Linked DNA regions of Sus scrofa: region 2 is linked to region 1. Evidence: chromatin contacts called from public Hi-C data. All regions are on one chromosome and are shown on one strand. Each heading gives the region's core, a stretch centred on a gene start, on an enhancer-like site or on the middle of the called end of the contact. The rest is flanking DNA. Distances are from core to core; before and after follow the strand shown. Region 1 overlaps ARMC9 (lisH domain-containing protein ARMC9). Region 2 holds the start of B3GNT7 (UDP-GlcNAc:betaGal beta-1,3-N-acetylglucosaminyltransferase 7).

Region 1 (2,700 bases), core at 167-2,666:
AAGGATGGTTCACTGTGGCCTCCACTTGGGATGTGTGGAGAAGGGGGACGAAGCTGGAGAGGTGATTTTGGAGCCAGAATATGGAAAGTGGACAATCTGGGACACCCTGAATAGCTGTGAATACCACTGACTATTTGTGAGCCCAGGAGGCCTGTGAACAGAGCTGTGCTCTAGGAAGATTGATCTGGCACCAGCGTTCAGATTCATGGGGAATCCAGAAAGCTTGGGGTTTACTTAAGAGCCAGTAGCTTCTGAGTGCTTACTGTGTGCAGGACGGGGCCAAGAGCTTTACGAGCTTCCCTGTGTTTGTTCTTCATACTCACCTCTGTCCTGTAGGTACTATTATTAGCCCTGTTTATTGGATGAGAAAACCAAAGTTCGCAGAGGCTCGTCCACTCACTCAAGGTTACAGGGGCAGTAACCGTGGTTGGAACTGAGATTGAAACCCAGGCTGGTGTGAGAGCCTGCGTTCCCCCCCCCCCCCCCGCCCCCGCCTCTGCTGTGCACTTCAGTGGGGGGGTGATGCTGACCTTGGCCCATGGCTGGGAGATCTTCTACAGCAGGTGCTCCTGGAAGTGGAACTCACAGCAGTTGGTCAGTAAGAGGCCATGTCATTAGGAACTGAAAGCTGGGGACCCTGACCCTTAGGTCGCTGGGAGGGTGGTGATACCATTAACGGAGTGGGGAACACAGGCTTGGCGGTGGGGGACATCATGGGTAGGGTGAAACTTGATTTTATGTGAGAGGCCCGTGCCATTATCTGGCTGGAACAGAACATGATGGGGTCTAGATCCGGTCAGTTTCTGAGTGGGCCTCCTGCACGTGGCCTCGCAGTCCCATTCCGCAGAGACGTGTGGAGTGCTTGGGCTCTGACCTCTCTTGTCGTTTTCACTTTTTTTTCTTTTTGGCCCCACTGGCGGCATTTGGAAGTTCCCAGGCCAACGAGCAAACCCACGCTTCTGCAGCGACCTGAACCACCGCCGTGGGATTCTTAACCCACTGCCACAGTGGGAAGTCCTGTGACCTCTTTTCGGCCACTTTAATACCCACCCTGTGAGATGGTTGGCCTACCTTGGATGTGTGCTCAGAAGCTGCTTCAGAGCACACATCCAAAGAACCAACTGCTCTCCAGGAGTTTACCTCTGATGGGTCACTCCCTGTGTTCAGCTTGCTTGGCATGGTGTAAATTCACGTTGAACTCCCTGTTACCTGATGAGCAAAGAAACGTCTGTTTTTTGTCTGTGTTCCTTGCAGGGCCTTTCCGTTATTTAACCAAGTCAATAAAGAAACCAGTGTTTCCCAATGAAGACTTTCGCTTTGTGCTGGTTCTAGATGCTTTTCCTTCTGTAACACACCTCCTATGCTCTCATACCGTGGCGGGGACGAACCACCCAACAGGCTGACTCATGGCTTCTGCCCTCGTTTCCGCTCTGGTTTCTATGGAAACAGACATCAGATGGCTCAAAACACAGTGAGGGCTCGGAGACACCTCATGATTCCAAGGCGTTTACAGACCCTATTTGTCCAACATCTGTTTCCATGGAAACAGATGCAAAAACGGTCAGCCGGTGCTCTACAATAAACTTTTTTTCCCCTCTTATCTAATATTTTACAAATACTAAAACAGTGCTTGGCTTTTTCCTGTTATCACAGATTTTTGCAATAATGGGATCTTTTATGTAGTGTGAGGCGTGCATATTTCTAATTTTGACCTGTTTGATAAATCCTTGTACTTAAATGCATTCTGCATTATTTCATTTTACAGTTGTTTATTTAATAAATAAGCTCATTTCTGCTTGCCCAATCAAATCAATATTACTTGGCATTCAAAGATGAAACACTTAGTGTCTTAGGCCTGGGAATATGACTAGAGAAAAAATAGTCCCTGACCTGCCATCTCTTCCAACTTCAGAATTCAAGACGTGGGTGCTCCAGGTGGTAACTGAGGTTCTTGCTTGTGTCCGTGTCACTTGATTGTAAGGGCTCAGGGTCCCTGTTTGACTCAAACTGAGCCATTTTGTATCCAATAGAATACATGTGCCATGTATGTTACCTCAAACATGGAATAGGTCTTTTATATAAAACATAGAAATAGAAGCAATTGTCAGTTCATAGTGAGCAAAATGAGAACTGTACCATATTTAAATTTGTAGAATAACGAGAACTACGAAAGGGGCAGATACTCCTTAAGCTGTTGGCATGCTTGGTGTATTCAACCTAAGCCATAATCTGCTGCTAAGAGTAGACAGATGAAAGTGGCATCTTTAAAGGGGAAAGCAGAGCGAGTTTACCTGAAATAGAAAACACCAGAAGTGAAGTGAAAGTTAACGCTGCTCTGTGGTATGTGGGAGACACATGCCGGGGGTTAGTCATGCAACGCGTGTTGCTGCCAGTTGGCTGGTTGTGTGCTACTTTTTGGCATTTATTTTGATTTTACCTTTCACGATGCCTTCATCTGTTATTTTATTTTTTTATTATTATTATTTTGTCCATGGCTGCAGCATGCGGAAGTTCCCAGGCTAGGATCGGACCCATGCCACAGCAGTGACCTGAGCTACAGCAGTGGCAAGGCTGGCTCCTTAACCTGCTGAGCCACCAGGGAACTCCTCTCAGCTCTTAATTTCAGAAACCTTATTTTTTCTGGCCAGCCAGGTAGTAGTGTTGTAAGGAGTAAGTGGAACCCCCATGCTCAGTCTGAGC
Region 2 (2,700 bases), core at 153-2,652, 90 kb after region 1:
AATTAAGTGAGTCATTCACGCATGGGCCTGGAACTATGCTTTGCATATTGCGCTGCTTGATGAATGTTAGCTGTTATTTATGGGACTGGAAAATGCTTCTGTTTCACTACTATGGCATTTTTGAGGTCCTGTGTAAGCTTAGTGACGGAACACGGCTAGAACAGCCATCAGTGCAGCCACAGGCTTCTCAGAGGTCTTTCCCTGTTAGAGGATTCTGGAAGTCACCCGGATGGAACACCCAGCACCCCACCTGGGCCGAAAACAGTTCTAGGTCTTTGTGCACCTCACTGCCTAGAAGTAGCTGGGCATGGCACACACAGAGAAATTCATAAAGGCGTAGGGATGGAAGCTGCCATTGTGGCTCAGCGAGACCAGCCTAGTACCCACCAGGGTGCAGGTTCCATCCCTGGCACCACTGGGTGGGTTAAGGATCGCATTGCCAAAAGCTGTCGTGTAGGCCTCGGATGTGACTTGGATCCCTCGTGGTTGTGGCGTAGGCAGGCAGCTGCAGATTCAATTTGACCCCTAGCCTAGGAACTTCCATATGTTGCAGGTGCCCTAAAAACAAAATAAAGTCTTGGAGACAAAAGAGTGAAATACTTGTTAAGAGATGACCAGGAAGCTTGGGCCGGCAGATCTGTGGTCCCCTTGGAGAGGAAGAGGGACTCTTCAGAGGCAGAAAGAGCCCAGAAATGGAGAGGGCCGCTGCCCGGCGGGTTCAGAGAGGGCTTCAGAGCTGCAGCCGGGGCCTGGGTGCCCCCTCGGGCAGCCCAGCCTCGTCCTGAGCTCTCCTGGAGCTCCTCTCCCAGCCCCAGTCCCTGTCGTCCGCAGACCCAGCCCTGGGTAGCTGGCCGAGGGCGGCCGGCCTGGGAGGGGGGAAAGGGAGCGGGCAGAGGGAAACGGGCTGGGGGCAGGAAGCCCCGTCCGCCTCTGCCTCCCTCACCCAGAAAAAGTCCGCCCGGGGCCAGAGGGAAACGGCGGGGCCCCGAGCGCTCGGCGAGCTTGGAGGTGGGTGGGGTCCAGGTTCCCACGCATCCCGAGGGGCCGAAACCCCAGGGGAACTCGGCGGGGGAAGCCGCGGCCCCGGGGGCGGGGAGATTCTCGTGGGCGCCCAAGTTCCGACTCCTCCGATCGCGCTCCGGCTGGGGGACCCTGGGCGGCTCCGCGCGCTCCCCGGGCCCGGCTGGCACCTCCGGGACATGGGCAATCGCCGCCCCGCGCGGTGCCGACGGCTGGGCGCGCGGCCGCGGGGAGGGAGGGCCGGGGGCGCCGAAGGGGTTAAGGCACCTGGGCCGCCGCCTACCCTCCCGGCCCCTCCTCCGGCCGCGGGGAAGAGGAAAGCTGCGGCGGGGGCGCGGCCGGGCCTCCGCCCCCGCCCGCCCCCGTCCCGGTCCGGGTCCCCGCCCGCCGTCCCCGAGCCGCGGCGCCCAGAGCTGCGACCCGCGCGCCCCGCTCCGCCGCCGCCCCGGCCTGGGCCGCCATGTCTCTGTGGTGAGTGGGGTCGTCGGGCCGGGGAGCCTGGGCTGGGGGCGCGGGGACCCCGGGCTTCGCCTCCCGAGGCCGGGGGCCCACGGGGGGGATGCTGCCCTGGGTGTCCCCGGGGCTGGCCTCAGTTTCCCGGGCACAGATGTGCCGGCGCGGCGGTGGCCGAAGATGCCCGGCCGTGCGCGGCGCCTGGACCGGCCGGTCGGCGACCGGGGACCGCGGGACCGGTGCTCTCAGCCCTCCCCGGCGGCCCCCCTGCCCCGCGGCATCCACATCCCCCTCGAACCCGGGGAGTAGGGGACGCACGATCTCGCCGGCAGCTGGGTCTCATCCATTCCGAGGGCCTCCTGTGTCCTGGGCGGCCCCCGGCCTCTACCCATCGAGTGGCTCTCCTTCCTCTTGGGGAGCTCGGGCCTCCGCCTGCCTCTCCCCCTCTCCTCCCCTCCCCTTGGGGGCTTTTTTCCTACTCAGGGAGTGGGGAGGTGCAAGTGGAAGGGCCTGGGGGTGGAGGGGACGCCTCGTCCCCCCCGTGCTCCCCCCGCCCCACGCTGGGGTGACCCCTGCTGGACTTGCACCAGTCCCGCTTCACCGGAGCCAGGGTGTGGGGGACTTCAGCAGAAACCTCCAGGGCAGGAGACCTCTCTCCCGGAGGGGGTGGGGTCACGCCCCCACCTCAGCACCTAAGGTGATGTCTCCCCTCCAACTCTGTACACAGGAAACCTTGGGACCCCGGGGGAAAATGTCATTTCCAGGGGGCTCAGCCTTCACTGGCCCTGGGTGCCTGCATCTTCGACCAGCCCCCAGGCCGCTTCACAGGGTCCCTGTCTTAGCACCTTGCAGCCCTTCCCATGGCCCCGAGTCTGCCCTGCTCAGGGCCACCTCCTTGCTGGCCTGGCCCTGCGAAGCCGCACTTTTCTGGCTTTTGCCCTTTCCCTGGCGCCCCCAGCTGCCGTGTCTCCACAAGAGTGACCAGGGCAAGTGGCCTGGCCACCCCCAGAGTGTGAGCTGAGGACAGAGGGTCCTGGGGTCCAGGAGTTCAGTGTCTAGGACTCAGGGACCCAGTCTCGGCAGCACTCCTGACAAAAAAAAATTCTGATTTCTGCTTCCGAGAGGAGGGCGGTGGGGTTACCTCGGCATGAGGGTCCCTGGAGAATGGGTTCCAACTGTGCCCCTCCCAAGGCAGCAGAGCTGGGGGACTTCGCCTCTCCTAGTGGG

Evidence for each region. Hi-C and Micro-C count contacts between places; a contact is called where the count stands out from the background.
Region 2: a contact with region 1 is called in a Hi-C map of embryonic fibroblasts, with 1.9 times the contacts expected there. The contact joins the promoter of B3GNT7 here to the enhancer-like site in region 1. A contact is called at or near these places in 1 of 5 promoter capture datasets (liver), 17 of 47 Hi-C or Micro-C datasets (alveolar macrophages, blood, brain and 9 more) and 1 of 2 datasets of contacts at active chromatin or transcription factors (skeletal muscle).

What each region holds. Positions count from the first base shown.
Region 1 is chr15:132,036,310-132,039,009 of Sscrofa11.1, forward strand. All of the region lies in intron 18 of ARMC9 (lisH domain-containing protein ARMC9), which reads left to right. Among named protein-coding and RNA genes, the nearest start is that of B3GNT7, 90 kb to the right of the region's middle. Within about 2 kb of position 1,417, at least 21 of the 83 cell types and tissues checked have an H3K27ac peak or open chromatin away from gene starts, as enhancers often do. A contact at or near this core is called in embryonic fibroblasts and omental adipose tissue, where this site is marked.
Region 2 is chr15:132,125,984-132,128,683 of Sscrofa11.1, forward strand. B3GNT7 (UDP-GlcNAc:betaGal beta-1,3-N-acetylglucosaminyltransferase 7) reads left to right here and starts at 1,403. Exons shown (of 2, transcript XM_003483754.4): 1 at 1,403-1,491. The coding sequence starts at 1,481.